Regions from separate parts of the Sus scrofa genome. Here region 2 is linked to region 1. A link is a contact called in public Hi-C data. All regions are on one chromosome and are shown on one strand. The core of a region is the stretch at or near the end of the contact, and the rest is flanking DNA. Distances in the headings are between cores, read along the strand shown. Region 1 overlaps CRADD (death domain-containing protein CRADD). Region 2 has its middle 17 kb from the start of SOCS2.

What was found. Hi-C and Micro-C count contacts between places; a contact is called where the count stands out from the background.
Region 2: a Hi-C map of skeletal muscle shows a contact between it and region 1, with 3 times the contacts expected there. A contact is called at or near these places in 2 of 47 Hi-C or Micro-C datasets (embryonic fibroblasts and skeletal muscle) and 1 of 2 datasets of targeted methods (skeletal muscle).

What each region holds. Positions count from the first base shown.
Region 1 is chr5:89,428,142-89,434,575 of Sscrofa11.1, reverse strand. All of the region lies in intron 2 of CRADD (death domain-containing protein CRADD), which reads left to right. Among named protein-coding and RNA genes, the nearest start is that of CRADD, 49 kb to the left of the region's middle.
Region 2 is chr5:89,564,487-89,570,920 of Sscrofa11.1, reverse strand. No RefSeq gene overlaps it. Among named protein-coding and RNA genes, the nearest start is that of SOCS2, 17 kb to the left of the region's middle.

The sequences.
Region 1 (6,434 bases), core at 1,011-3,510:
TGATTTATAGAAAGAATACTGGATTTAGAACCAGAGAGACGTAGGTTTACAACCGCATTGCGAATGGGAATAATTCTGCCTACCAAGTGGGCTTACTGGGGGGCTGGTGTATAAAACAGCTGGCAGGTGTAAGAGGTACTCCAGAGATCTTAGCTCTCCTTTCTGCCTCCCTCCCCTTAGTCTCATCCCAGAGAAACTTCTGAGGATTGTGGCACATAAACTGTGAAAAGAGAGAGAGAGAACCTCAAAGGAGAATCATGGCAGCTGAGCTGTGCCGTGAATCAGTGCATGGCCCTCGCATTTGTCAGGGCAAGTGTGACGCTGGATGCTTCAAGAGCCGTGCAGGACATCGTGTAGGGGTTGGGAAATAATGTTCCCATCAGGCTTGACTGTGGTCCGCCTATTACTAGAAAAAGAAACCAGACTGGTCTCTAAAGTCCTTGGGTTCAGAACTTTCCATTTTGACCTCTATCATTTATGTTTTTCTCGTCTTTACTTAAAATATCACCTAATCCCAGCTCTTCCTCACATTATTTCTTCTACTAGTTCTGTTTTGTTCTCCACAGTAAATTATCTCTTTATTTCCCTCAGAGCCATTTCAAATACTTTTTTTTTTTTTTTTTCTATTTTAGGGCTGTACCCTCAGTATGTGGAGGTTCCCAGGCTAGGGGTCGAATCAGAGCTGTAGCCTCTGGCCTACACCACAGCCACAGCAATGCAGGATCCAAGCCTCGTCTGCGACCTACACCACAGATCATGGCAACGCCGGATCCTTAACCCACTGAGCGAGGCCAGGGATGGAACCTGTGTCCTCATGGATCCTAGTTGGGTTTAACCACTGAGCCAGGAAGGGAACTCCTCAAATATTTTTGATGGCCAGATGGAAAGTATGTTAAATTTTGGTAGATCTAGCAATTTTCTGGAGTTACACACTGATTTCTTTTAGGATGTGACTCGGTAACCCAATTATTCTTCCATCCCCCAGCTCCCACCCCCATCTAATTATGATATAGAGGACAGAGAAATGTGACCAGTTTTTCTTTTTCTTCTGAGGCAAGAGCAGGAACAGATGGTTTCAGACTATAGCATGATGACTTCGGATCAACCAGGCTTATTATGTTTGAAAGCTAGAAGTCATTTTACAGCCACATCGGGTTAGTCTCGTTTATAGCATATACATATATGGGGTTTTTTGGTGCAAAATATGCAAGGCAGACACTGGAGATGCAAAAACAATTGGTTCCTCAAGGCATCAGCAGGAGAGACAGCCACATGAACAAAGATACAGTGCAGGTATATGCACAGTGGCACGGGAGACAGAGATGGACTTGGATCTGGGACAGGCCACCTATTGACAACTGAATTAGACGCTAAGTGGCTACGGTTGGAGAAGGTATTATAAGTGGAGGAAGAGCGCATGGAAGGACGCGGAGAGGCAGACCAGCATGGCAGGTGCAGGGCAATGCCAAGTAATTAGGTATTGCCGATTGGCAAGTATGAAGGCCGTTGTGAAGTCTGGTCATGGCAGTGCCCAGTCAGGTTGTGGAATCTTTCTTCGTAGTTTTTTTTTTTTTTTTTTTTTTTTTTTTTTTTTTCCTGCACCCACAGCATATGGAAGTTCCTGGACCAGGGGATCGCATCTGAGCTGTAGCTGTGACTTACCCCAGATCCTTAACCCACTGCATGGGGCCCGGGATTGAACCTGTGCTGTTGCAGGGACAGCACCGACTCCTTAAGCCACTGGGTCACAGCGGGAACTCCTCTTGAAAATCAAAATAAGGCATTTATGTCTGCCTGGGATGGTTTGGGTAGTCTTTTTGCCAGAGGTAGAGGCAAAAACTATATATGTCAGAGAAGAGTCAATGACTGTTCTGTAAACAGTGAAATTGCATTAAATGATTTCGAAGCTAGGACTCTTCTGGGATGTATGGGTTCCCAAGTCACCCAACGAAGGCCCTCTGTCGTGGAACTCCACTCCCTCTTTGTGAAATACACGCATTCATAAAAGACGGTGCAAACTCAGTGTCCTCCTGAGGACTGTTTCCTTTGGGGGACTGTTTCCTTTCAGAGCAGAGGTGGTTCCCAGGGGATCAGCGTAAGAGCCAGACGAACGATGGAGGCTGGCCTCTCCTGGGCTCCTCTTGGCTGCCCTGGGGGTGAAAGGGAACCTCGGATGTTGTCTACGTTTAAATCATCCGTGTCGCCTGGTTCCCGGCCTTCCCAGGAACTGGGTAGTCAGTTTCTAGTTCTCAGAACTGGAGCAGCACTGCTGTGCTTGCAGTTGCATGCTTTTTATGGAACAGGGAATGTTGTTTAGGGAATTTAGGCAGCTGGAACCTGCCGCATTAGCAATTTGGACTCAGGAAGGATTTCGGACGGAGAAAATAAAGCTTATTATATAATTTCATTAGGGTATTTAGGAGGCCGAGAGGGAGGAGCTGAGAGTATTATGAAGGCAAGCAGGAGCGTTTCACAAACAGCTCCCTCCCTCTCTTATTCGTGTTTTACTGTAAGAGTGGATTTAAATAGGGGGATCACGTGGTGGCCCATTTTGCAAAGGGCAGTCCTGTTCTGCTGTTTCTTAGCTGTTTTGTCAGTTGGAGCAAAACAACAGCGCTGCTCCGTTTTTGCAGGGTCAGAGGAGAACAGAAGAGCTGGCAGAAGAATGGGACGGGCAGCTGGAGGGGAGAGGAGAGGCCAAGAGTGTCAGAGCGTGGGGACGAGGACCTGAAGGAGGCCTGTTTGGCCTCAGGGATGGGGCCTGGACCGCTGCCTCTTTGAAGCCTGTTGACGGTCTCATCCTAGTTTAGCCTTTTGTGGAATCTTCCATGAGGTGCAGTTGCCAGCTTCAGCCTTCCTAGAGAATGGAGCCTGCCGATTCTGTTCTCAAGTCTACCCAGAAGAGCAGGCAAAGCACGCCCCCTCCTTAGAACCCGGATAACACGCACAGGAGGTGAAAATCCTCCGCTCAGTCCCTCACACCTGCCTGCGCCCCCACCCCCCCACCCCCACGGCAAGAAAGAAGAAGAAACCACCAGCCCTCAGCAGACGCTAAATTTGACGTCAGTGTAACCTTTGGTTATTCTGTTTTGTGCGTAAAGTGTCAACCTCTTGTTTTATCTTCATAAACAAAGGAAATCTTATTTCTTTCCAGAAATTAAAAAAGATAACAGGGACCAGATTCAAACAGAATAAAAATCAGAAGGAACCCAGAGAGTCTGGCTTCAAAAAAGAAATAGGGAAAAAAGAAAGGAAAAAGAACACGACCTCTTAAAAAGCATCTTAAAGGGAAATTGCTTGGGTTCCTGGTGGTTTCTTTCTTCATCAGATTCCTTTAGCAAAGGGGGATTTTGAAAGGTTGCAAGGAGTTGGGGCAAAGAGGGTTTTGGATTTTATTTGTCCCCTCATCTTATAGCAAAAACCACGCAGGTATCTAACTGTAGAGATGCTTGAACTGAGCTATTCTGCCTGACAGCGATCCGGACATGGTAGGACGTGTGGTGCCCCTGGGACGGGCAGCTGCCTGGATAAAGGACCTGGCTGGCCGTGCATTTCATCTCTCTTCTACACCCAAATGGGGAGATGTGAGCAGTGGTTAGCTAGCTTCTCCTTTTAAAAAATGTACGCCCTGGTCATTTCCAACCCAGATTTGAGGTGGGGACTCACTTAACAGAATATGTGTCTTGAAAGTCTATAAAATATTATGTAAAATAGAATACATTATGTTGTTTAGTTTTTATTAAATTATCCTATTTTTAGGATATACCACTGGGCTAAATTTATTCCAACTATTGAGATTTAGATAATCTAGCTTTTTACTGGCATTGGAGGATTTCTCTTAAAAAAGAACAACTATAGATAGAGATGAAATATCTCTATCATATAAATCTTTCTAAGAAAATATAATCGAAAGCATCAAGGCTCCTACAGTTGGTGGTTTCTATAATCTTGGTTCTCAGAGGTTAGATAATGTCATTAAATTTTAAGAATCCAAATAGATAAAAATAAAACCTGTAATTTTGAAATGGGGAAAGAGAAAGATCCCGGAAGTGATCTTCCATGTCATTCGTACCTTAAAAGTACAAAAGCCCAGAAAATTATTTTTCATTTATTAAGGAAAACAACTACCAGCTTATACTTCTGAAGTACTGCAAAGACCAGTATTTTATAAGTCAACATTAATAGTCATTGTGGAGGCTCCCATTTACAACTCTGCTTTTGATTTATTGCAAATATACCTTCATTTTTCTTCTTCCTTACCAGTCCCCTTCTTTAATTATAATAGGGCTTTCCTTACAATATTTGTATCATTTCTTTTGAAGCATCTAACTTTAAAGAAGTTTACTGATTTTTTTATAGCATAAAATACAAACGTTTTTATTTTAGGATACAAATCATAAACTTTGCTGGGGGAGTTTGGACAAAGATGCAAAAATATATGGAAAGAAAAGTACACTTAACTAATACTCTGCACATTTTTACAGCAGAGCATATGATATTTGGATTTAGAGTTTTAACTAGTATTAACCTCATTTGTTTAGTGATGATTTTTAAAATAGGAAAAAAAAAAAAAATCTGCTGAAGCAGACCAGGCACTTACTAGATATTGAACCTGGAGGAGCTGAAGTTAGTGAAGCAGGATAACTCGAATAACTTTTTATCGGCATCTAAATATTTCTCCTTTTCTTTACCATTTCAGTTAAGTGTGAAGAAATCCCAGGAATGACATAGTCGTTAGCTATGTGAAAGGAATTCCGAGGATTAATTTTAAGTTATTCACACTTTTCTATGGCATGAATACTGCTTTTTATTTTCCAAAAAATAATTTGGAGGGGATTTAAAATTTGTTAATCTTTCCTAATGCTGTAGTTTGCCACAAGTTTTATTTTTAATAATGAAAAATTTTTAAGGAAGCTGAGTCAATTCAATTTTGTTCGTAGTCATTTTTGTTATTGTGACTAAAAGTATGTGGAATATATTTCTGTGAAAACCATATTCTTGACATCATTACCTGCCTAGAAAATATAGAAGTCATATTTCATCATTCATAATCATTTTGAAATACCCTGGTCATTTTTTTTAAGGCCAGCATTGACTAATAGTATTGTGCACCTCGTTATTTATTCATAGTAGTTAGAAGTGATTCTATTTGTGATAAAAAAGTATGTGCATTTGATAATTTTGTCATATAAAACACTTAATACCTGTGCAAAGCTGTTTGACTTTCGGTTTTAAAACAGCTCCCTAGTTTGGTGAGTCCTGAAAAGATTCCGGCTTTCTCCGTGGCCTACCAGCCAAATAATTTTTGTAGCATTTTCCTTTGCTTTCTTATAAACATTTAAGAATTTTACTTGCTTTTCGGTAAGCTCAACCGTTAGCCTCGAGAGCACCGAAGTTGCTCTGAACTTGCCCTCTAGTTTTTCATGTATCAGGGAGGAATGATAGATTTTGTGTATCCCCAGTGAGTTGTTGAAACAGAAATACTCAGGGCTGCTCTTCTCTTGGAGTTGTTCTACTTACTTGCCCTATTACAGATGAAATGATTCTGTGTGACTGAGTTGCTTTAAAATGAATTTTGCTGCTTTCATGCTTAGGCAAAGATATTTAATTTTATTTTTGTTCAGGATATCATGTAATATACTTCCTCCCCATCTTATGTTCCCAAATTTGGGATAAGCATAGAATCCTTTTAGGACTGCAGGTTGCTGTCTAGTTTACTAGAAAGCACGATGCGTGTAGAATAGTGGTTAATGATGTATGGAGTCTCACCTTAAAGGTTAGCAGGAGAAAAAGTTAAAGTATCAAGGCAGTCCTGCTGTATAGCACTGGAAACTACATCTAGTCACTTACGATGGAGCGTGATAATGTGAGAAAAAAGAATGTACACATGTATGTGTAACTGGGTCCCCTTGCTGTACAGTAGAAAATTGACAGAACGCTGTAAACCAGCTCTGATGGAAAAAATAAAAATCATTATGAAAAAAAATATATATCAAGGAAGGTGCTACTACAGTAAAAACCTTACTTCCTTTGTAAAATCTTGATATCTCACAGGAAGCCTTGGATCTTTTTCTCAGCCACCAAGACTTTAAATATGAAAGTAAAGATGCCATGTAAGTGTAATACATTATGTTCTTCAGACCAACTCTTCTCAAAGTGTGTGGCTATTAATCCTGGCTCGAATATAAATTATATGAGATTAATTTGCAGAGAGGGTCGAATATAAATTATATAAGATTAATTTGCATGGGGTTTTAGAATGACGAGGCGAATACAATATTCCTCATGTCTTTCTCCTTCTGGTTTTGACTCTTTGGAAATGCTGTTAGTTTTATTTTTTGTGTATTCTCATAGCTGGGATCAAAGCAAACAGGCTTAACAGATAAAACAGATCATTTTCTCCCTTATGAAATAAGGGGGCCGGACCGTGCTCC
Region 2 (6,434 bases), core at 2,286-4,785, 140 kb before region 1:
GTTCGTGGATGATCTTGGCAAAAATTAGAACATGTGGAATATCTTTAACGGAAAGCTTGATGACCACGATATTTTTCCATTATCTTCCATTTCGCGTTTTCTCCCTTAATCTAGGTTAGAAACTGTAATCGTTGCCTACTCTTTCCTTGTATATATCTCTTCATGTATTTAGTCATTCATCCACGGCATCATTCAACAAATATTTACCGAGCATCTACTTGTGCCAGGCAGGAGGTAAGGTCCTAGAGAAAGTTGGAAAACCATCTTCACCCTCAAGGAGATTCTGGGTCATAGGGAGACACCCGGGCCAGCAGTTGTAATCCCAGAAGGTAATCGGTGCAAGGAGATCTGTAAAGAAGTAGCGGAAGCCGAGATGGACCACCTGGCGCTGCTCGAAGGCATCAGGGAAGGCCTCAGAGAGGAGGTGGCTTTGGCCCTAGGACTTAAAGAATTGGCCAGACTGACGGGGAGAGCGAAAGAATTCCAAGGGGAGGACAGCTGGACGGGTGAGAGCCTCAAATGCAAAGGAGGAAACCCAGGTGGGGATAAGCCTGAGTTCCTGAGCAGAGAACAGAGCGAGGGCTTCCCCTGCCTTTCAGAAGAGTTTATATTCTCCCCGAGAAGCATGGGAGCCATTGAAGAATTTTGAGCAGGAGAATGACAGCAGCAGATCAGTGGCAATGTGGAGGCTGGTCTTGTTGGGCATGACCCTAGTCCAGGGCCTCTTAGTCCAGTCCTTGGACTTGAAAGAGACCCATGGGTAGACATCCTGGGGTCTGCAAACTCGGACAGGGAAAAAATTAGCATTGTTAACTGTCACTAACTTCTCCCTGAAGTTGAGTGTTTTTTCCCTCAAATATGAATGTGGGGAACAGATCACAGTAGAAATAGCAGAAGATGCGAGTTTATTACCCATAGAAATTAGGTGTTTTAATGCAATCATGCAGTTATAAAAAGGATGTATGTGATTATGTCAGAACTTTAAAAATAATTTGATATATGCATTTTAAATAGGATTCCATTTTTGTGATCGCTGTATTTAATTTTATGAGGTAAGCATAATATTCTGAGACGGGTCCACAGTCATCGGCGCACTGCCGAGGGGGTCAGAAAAGGTCAGAACCAGAGGGAGGTGCTTGTGAGGAGGTCATTGCAGCTTAAGGCCCCTGCAGGGAGGAGGGGGTGGAGGAGGAATTGTGGGAGATCCTGGAGTCAGTGAACTGGACCTGGGATGTACCGCAGAGAGAGGGATCTCTATGCACCACTACTCCCCCCTTCCAGTTTCTGGCCACAGCGGAAACTTCCTCTTGCTCATCACCTGCCCCTTCCTTCCCAGGGCTCTTGTTCCATCACTTTTACACTTTCGAAAAGGCACACAGGTAGCATGGTTTAAAAATCAGGTAGTATGGAAAGTCATCAGGAAACACAACCATCCCTTGCTCCCCTCTTCTCCACCTGCCAGTCTTGCACCTTTTTAAACTTTTTTTGTCTTCCTTTTTTCCCCCATTTTTTTGTTTCTTTTAGGGCCTCACCGGGGGCATATGGAGGTTCCCAGGCTGGGGGTCGAATCGCAGCTACAGCTGCTGGCCTACAGCACAGCCACAGCAACGCCAGATCCGAGCCACGTCTGCGACCTACACCACAGCTCATGGCAACGCCAGATCCCTAACCCACTAAGCGAGGCCAGGGGTCGAACCCACATCCTCATGGATGCTAGTCAGTTTCGTTAACCACTGAGCCACGACAGCAACTCCTTTTTCAAACTCTTAAAGTGGTACTTTCTCTAGCTGAATGGCGAATTCTGTGCAGGAAATGCCTTGCAATTCCTACTAGGTTTTTCATTTTAGGTGTTGAATAAATGACTGATAGATCCCAGGGGCACCTTGTTTCAAGGTCTCTATGTATATCAAGTGCACTGTACTTTAGCTACAGAAGTTATACCAACCATGATGTTATAGGAAATGGTTCTTTTCCCTAAATTCCCATGTTTTCTGTCATTTGTCTTCACATGGAATAACACAGAATGTGCAAAAAGAATTTCCATTTACTTAAGGTCTCTGGTTGTTTTTGTGAAAGTGAGTTTAGTGTGCTGGTGGGTTAAATAATCGTATATAATCATATACCAGAAGTCGAATTTTACACCCATTACTTTTTGAGGGGCTGGGAGGGGAGGCAGGGGTGTTAGTGTCTTGGTAGCAGTGGTTAATTTCAGCGTCCTTGCCCAAGCTGTAGAATACCGTGAGGTTGCCGCCGAGCCCTTTGGCTGGCTGGCTGGCTGAAATTCCTTGCCACACGCCTTGTGAGGTCCAGGAATGTATAGTTTTGTGGTCTGATGTATTTTGATAGTTGCCAGATAGAATTGATGTCTGGCACTTTTTCTAGGAAAAATACATTTAGACGTTTCCAAGTTGATTTGTCGGAAGTTCGTGTTATTAGAATTTTGTGGCGGAACTTTTTCTCAAGTGGCAGAAGAAATAAAGGAAATTTAGTTTTGAGGGCTGTTAACAGCACCTTCTATTAGTGCCAACGTTGAGGAGGTTGACAAAGTCCTGGATTGTCAATATGGATTTATGACAAAAATGAGCACGTATCTAGACTTCTGCAAGTTACCGATATAATAAAATGCAATTTTAGCTACTGACACTAGGCTAGCCCCCAAACTTTTAGAAAAAGGCACCTTCTCCCCTTATTTTCTCATAACATGTCTCAGTCCAGGAACCAGAGAGACTACTCTGGGGTTAAAACTTAAATCTTGAGATGTAATTGCTGTTTACTGTTCTTGCTGTTTCATTGGAGGGAGAGGGAGCAAGGCTTGAGCTTACAGAAAAGTTAGCTTCCCAATTTACGTGAGAGAATCCCAGTCTTTTCTGCCATTTATATTTTAAATATTTAAAGAGCAAGTTAGAGATTGTTTATGCAGCAATGAGGGTGATTGTCAGAGAGTATGATGCGTTAACTCTTCTTTAAACTTACTGGCTTCCCCCTTAAACACTAACTGGCTGGATAACAAGTTTTTACTTGTTGGCACTGCAGTCAAGCCTCAGAATATTCTTGGAGTGAAATGACTATTTTTTTAAAAACCTGCTTTATTGAAATATAATTTTAGTGGAGAAAAATTTCAGATTTGAAAGAAACATGTAAGTGGCAGACCTTCAAATGCAACTTTTTCAAAAAGACGTTTCACCAGCAGGTTCCTGAAGCGGCACAAGAGGGAACGTTGATGGTTAATCAAGGACGTAAAGACCCAGAGTCAGGACGAGACTGAAACAGTTGACTTTGGTTTTCATCTGTAAGACCAGAAACGAAATAGCCGAAATAGCCGGGTGGCTGTGAATGTCTAGGAACCAGTTAAGGACGAATGCAAAAAACGGGAGGGAAGAGAAAGCGTGTCTGTCTTACGGGAGGAGAAATCTCACTTCAGCTAGTTTTCCTCTTTCTACTTGAGAATTTTCAAACGGAGTGGCTGGCTCCAAAGTCTGCGACGTGCACACAAGCTGTCCACAGGGAAGGGATCCTGGCGCCACTGGGTGATGCAGAAAAAGTTCTTTGTGTGCAGCTGCCTAAGTGCGGAGCCCATCGCGGCCGTGGCGGGGCGGCTCCTCCCAGACGCGTCCCGGCGCCGCTCGCTCGCTCGCTCGGGGTCGGGGTTCCTGGACCTCCTGTGATGCGGCGTCGGAAGAAAGATGTTTAGAACCTAGCCCACGTCACCGGATTCAATAGTGGCGACACACCAGATGAGTGTGGGGTGGCGTGTAAACGGCCGGGTTGAACTTTCTGCTGTGCAGCTAATGGGTTAACCTCCGTGCCTGTCGGCTGTTATCCTGGGACCGAGGAGAACGTGGCTGGGCAAAGCGGCTTTCACCACTGTCCCGTGAAAGAGCATCCGTGCTGTGTCTGTGAATGTAGGTTTAATATAAGCTTTTATTATTAGCTAGTTTTCCCAGTTATTCTAAAAGTAACAACGTGGTTATTACCATGACTAGGAATCGAAGCCCATTCAGAAGGGTCTGGGGTGAAAAATGCAAGTGCCAACCGTCCCCTCCCAGTCCCACTCTCCAGAGGTCACTCTCATGAAAATGTTTTGTTTTTCCAACATTTTTAAAATGCACGATAAGCATGTATTTAAGTAGTTTTTAAAAAGCATGCATAAATCATATTATTACTATGAATTCTGCTCTGCGATTTGCTTTTTAAATATTTGAGACCTCTCTATAGCTATGTAGCTTTATATATCACCTTAAGGAAAAGCTCTGCCTCATTCTCTTTAACATCTGTATAGTATCTCATGGTGTGAATGCACCATTGTTAATTGAATTCTCCCCCCCACCCCCCAATAGGCATTTAGGTTGTTTCCAGCCTTCTGCTCTTGCAAACAATGATGCAGCAAGTATTTATGGGAATATATATGTCAAGCAAATTTCTAGCAGTGACATTTTTGGGTCAAAGGACATGTATGTTAACATTTTAATGACTGTGTCCAAATCGTATTCCAAAAAGGTTGCACTAATTCATATTTCAAGTTTAAATAAGTTACTGTCTTTTAAACGATTAGGTATAATTGAGGGTTTTCCTTAAAATACTGTTACATTTTAAACAGCATAGTTAATATTCAGACCAAATAAGTTTATTCATTTGCTAATTAAATGACCTGGAAGTTCAATCTCTGCTCCCCAGAGGATGTCTCCAGAGGGTTAAGTGCTCTGCCCCAGGCTTTAGAACCAGCAAGAGGCTTGGCCCAGCAGCCTGAGAACCTCTGACGGGGTATGACCAGAGACATTCCGAATTATGAGACACACATGGATTCACGCCTGACTGTGGCTCACGTTAAAACAACTGACTGTCTTGAGACATCCTAGGGCAAAATCAGAAAAGCTTATTTATTTATTTATTTTTTTTTAGAGATGTAATAGTACCGTCTTCAGTTAGTTCTGTTCAAAAGACACTGATTAAGCACAACTGTGATAGAAAATTCCTCCTTTCACGACTTGCCATCCCCTCTCTACCCCCTTCCCCGAGTTCTCTCTCTTTTTGTGTTTGTTTCTTTGCATACCACCCACTTACCCTCTGTACCTACTTAGGACATCAGAGGAGTGGCCAGTTCAAGGGACCATTAAAGTGATTTCCTGCAAGTGAACGGTGGCCCTGGAGAGAGGATTAACCTTGCCTGTGTTTATCACCGCAGTGGTCTGACTCTGTCTTGATTCCATCCCCCGCATATGGGATATTTGATCTGCCTGTGACGCCGGACACTTCAAGCATCCCAACTATACAGAAATACTTCATTTCTTATTTTTAGTATAAGAGTTTTTTTTAATAGTTAGCCCTTATTACAGGTGAAACCAGATACGAAGATATAAATTTCAAAAAAGTGGTAAATCAAGTTGCTGTTAACTTGTTTTCTAAATGATCGTAGTAGTTCCCTAAATACCTTTTAGATTAGAGCAAACTCTTTGGGAATTACAGAATTTTGACAAGTATTTTCTTTTACAAATTACCTGCCTTTTGGAAAATGGCCCTTACAGAACCTAGCTTTTTTTACCCTCAAAACCTCTTAAACTAAGACACAGTCACTCGAAAATAGGATTTAGCTGTCAGCCAAAAGGGGCAAACAACCAAACTAAACCAAACTAAATTTCCTATTTAAGGTCTGAATCTCAGTGGCTTTGTAAGCTACTTCATTGCCATCCAGAGACGTATGCCTTTAAATAAAGGAAATAAACCCCACAGGCAGACAAAGCCTGTCTAATCAGAAGCCTTGATTTCAAGCTCCTAATTTCCCAGTGACATGTTAGAAGCCAGCAGGAAGAGAGAGGAGGTGAAATGTGTTGCTCCATGTTGTCCCTAAATAGAATGTTCTTCACAAGCGGCAGGAAGCACCTGGGGGATTATTTGCTTTAGAGATTTGGAAATAAATTGTTTTTGAAATCAGAAGGGAAAAAGAAGTTATTTTCTACATTCAGGTGCTTTTAGCATGTTCACGTACACATATTATTATAATCTGAGTTCTCCTGATAATGAATTCAAGCTAAAAATGTATTTAAATTTAGGAAGAATGCAGATACCATCAAGATAGGGAATTGAGATAAGAAATTTTAGCTTCACTTTGAATCTCCTTTTCTTACTTTGCCTAAAATTGGCCTTCAATATTATAGTACTTTCATTTTTACAGCTCTTTACATATTCTGTAAAAAACCTTAAAAGTGAAACAAAGATGTTTCTTGGCTAGTATAATCTCTACTATCCAACTTTTTTAAGTTTTTAAGTCCATTTAAGACTTTGAAAGCTGTTCCTTCCCAAATCTATCTTCTAATTAACAATTTGCTAATGGAATTGATACGATTTTTCCATTTTTATTTTCTATAGGAAGAAATATTCTGGTTCATGTCATTATTTTTATCTTATTTCTTTAGATGTAATTCTCCCCCACCCCCACC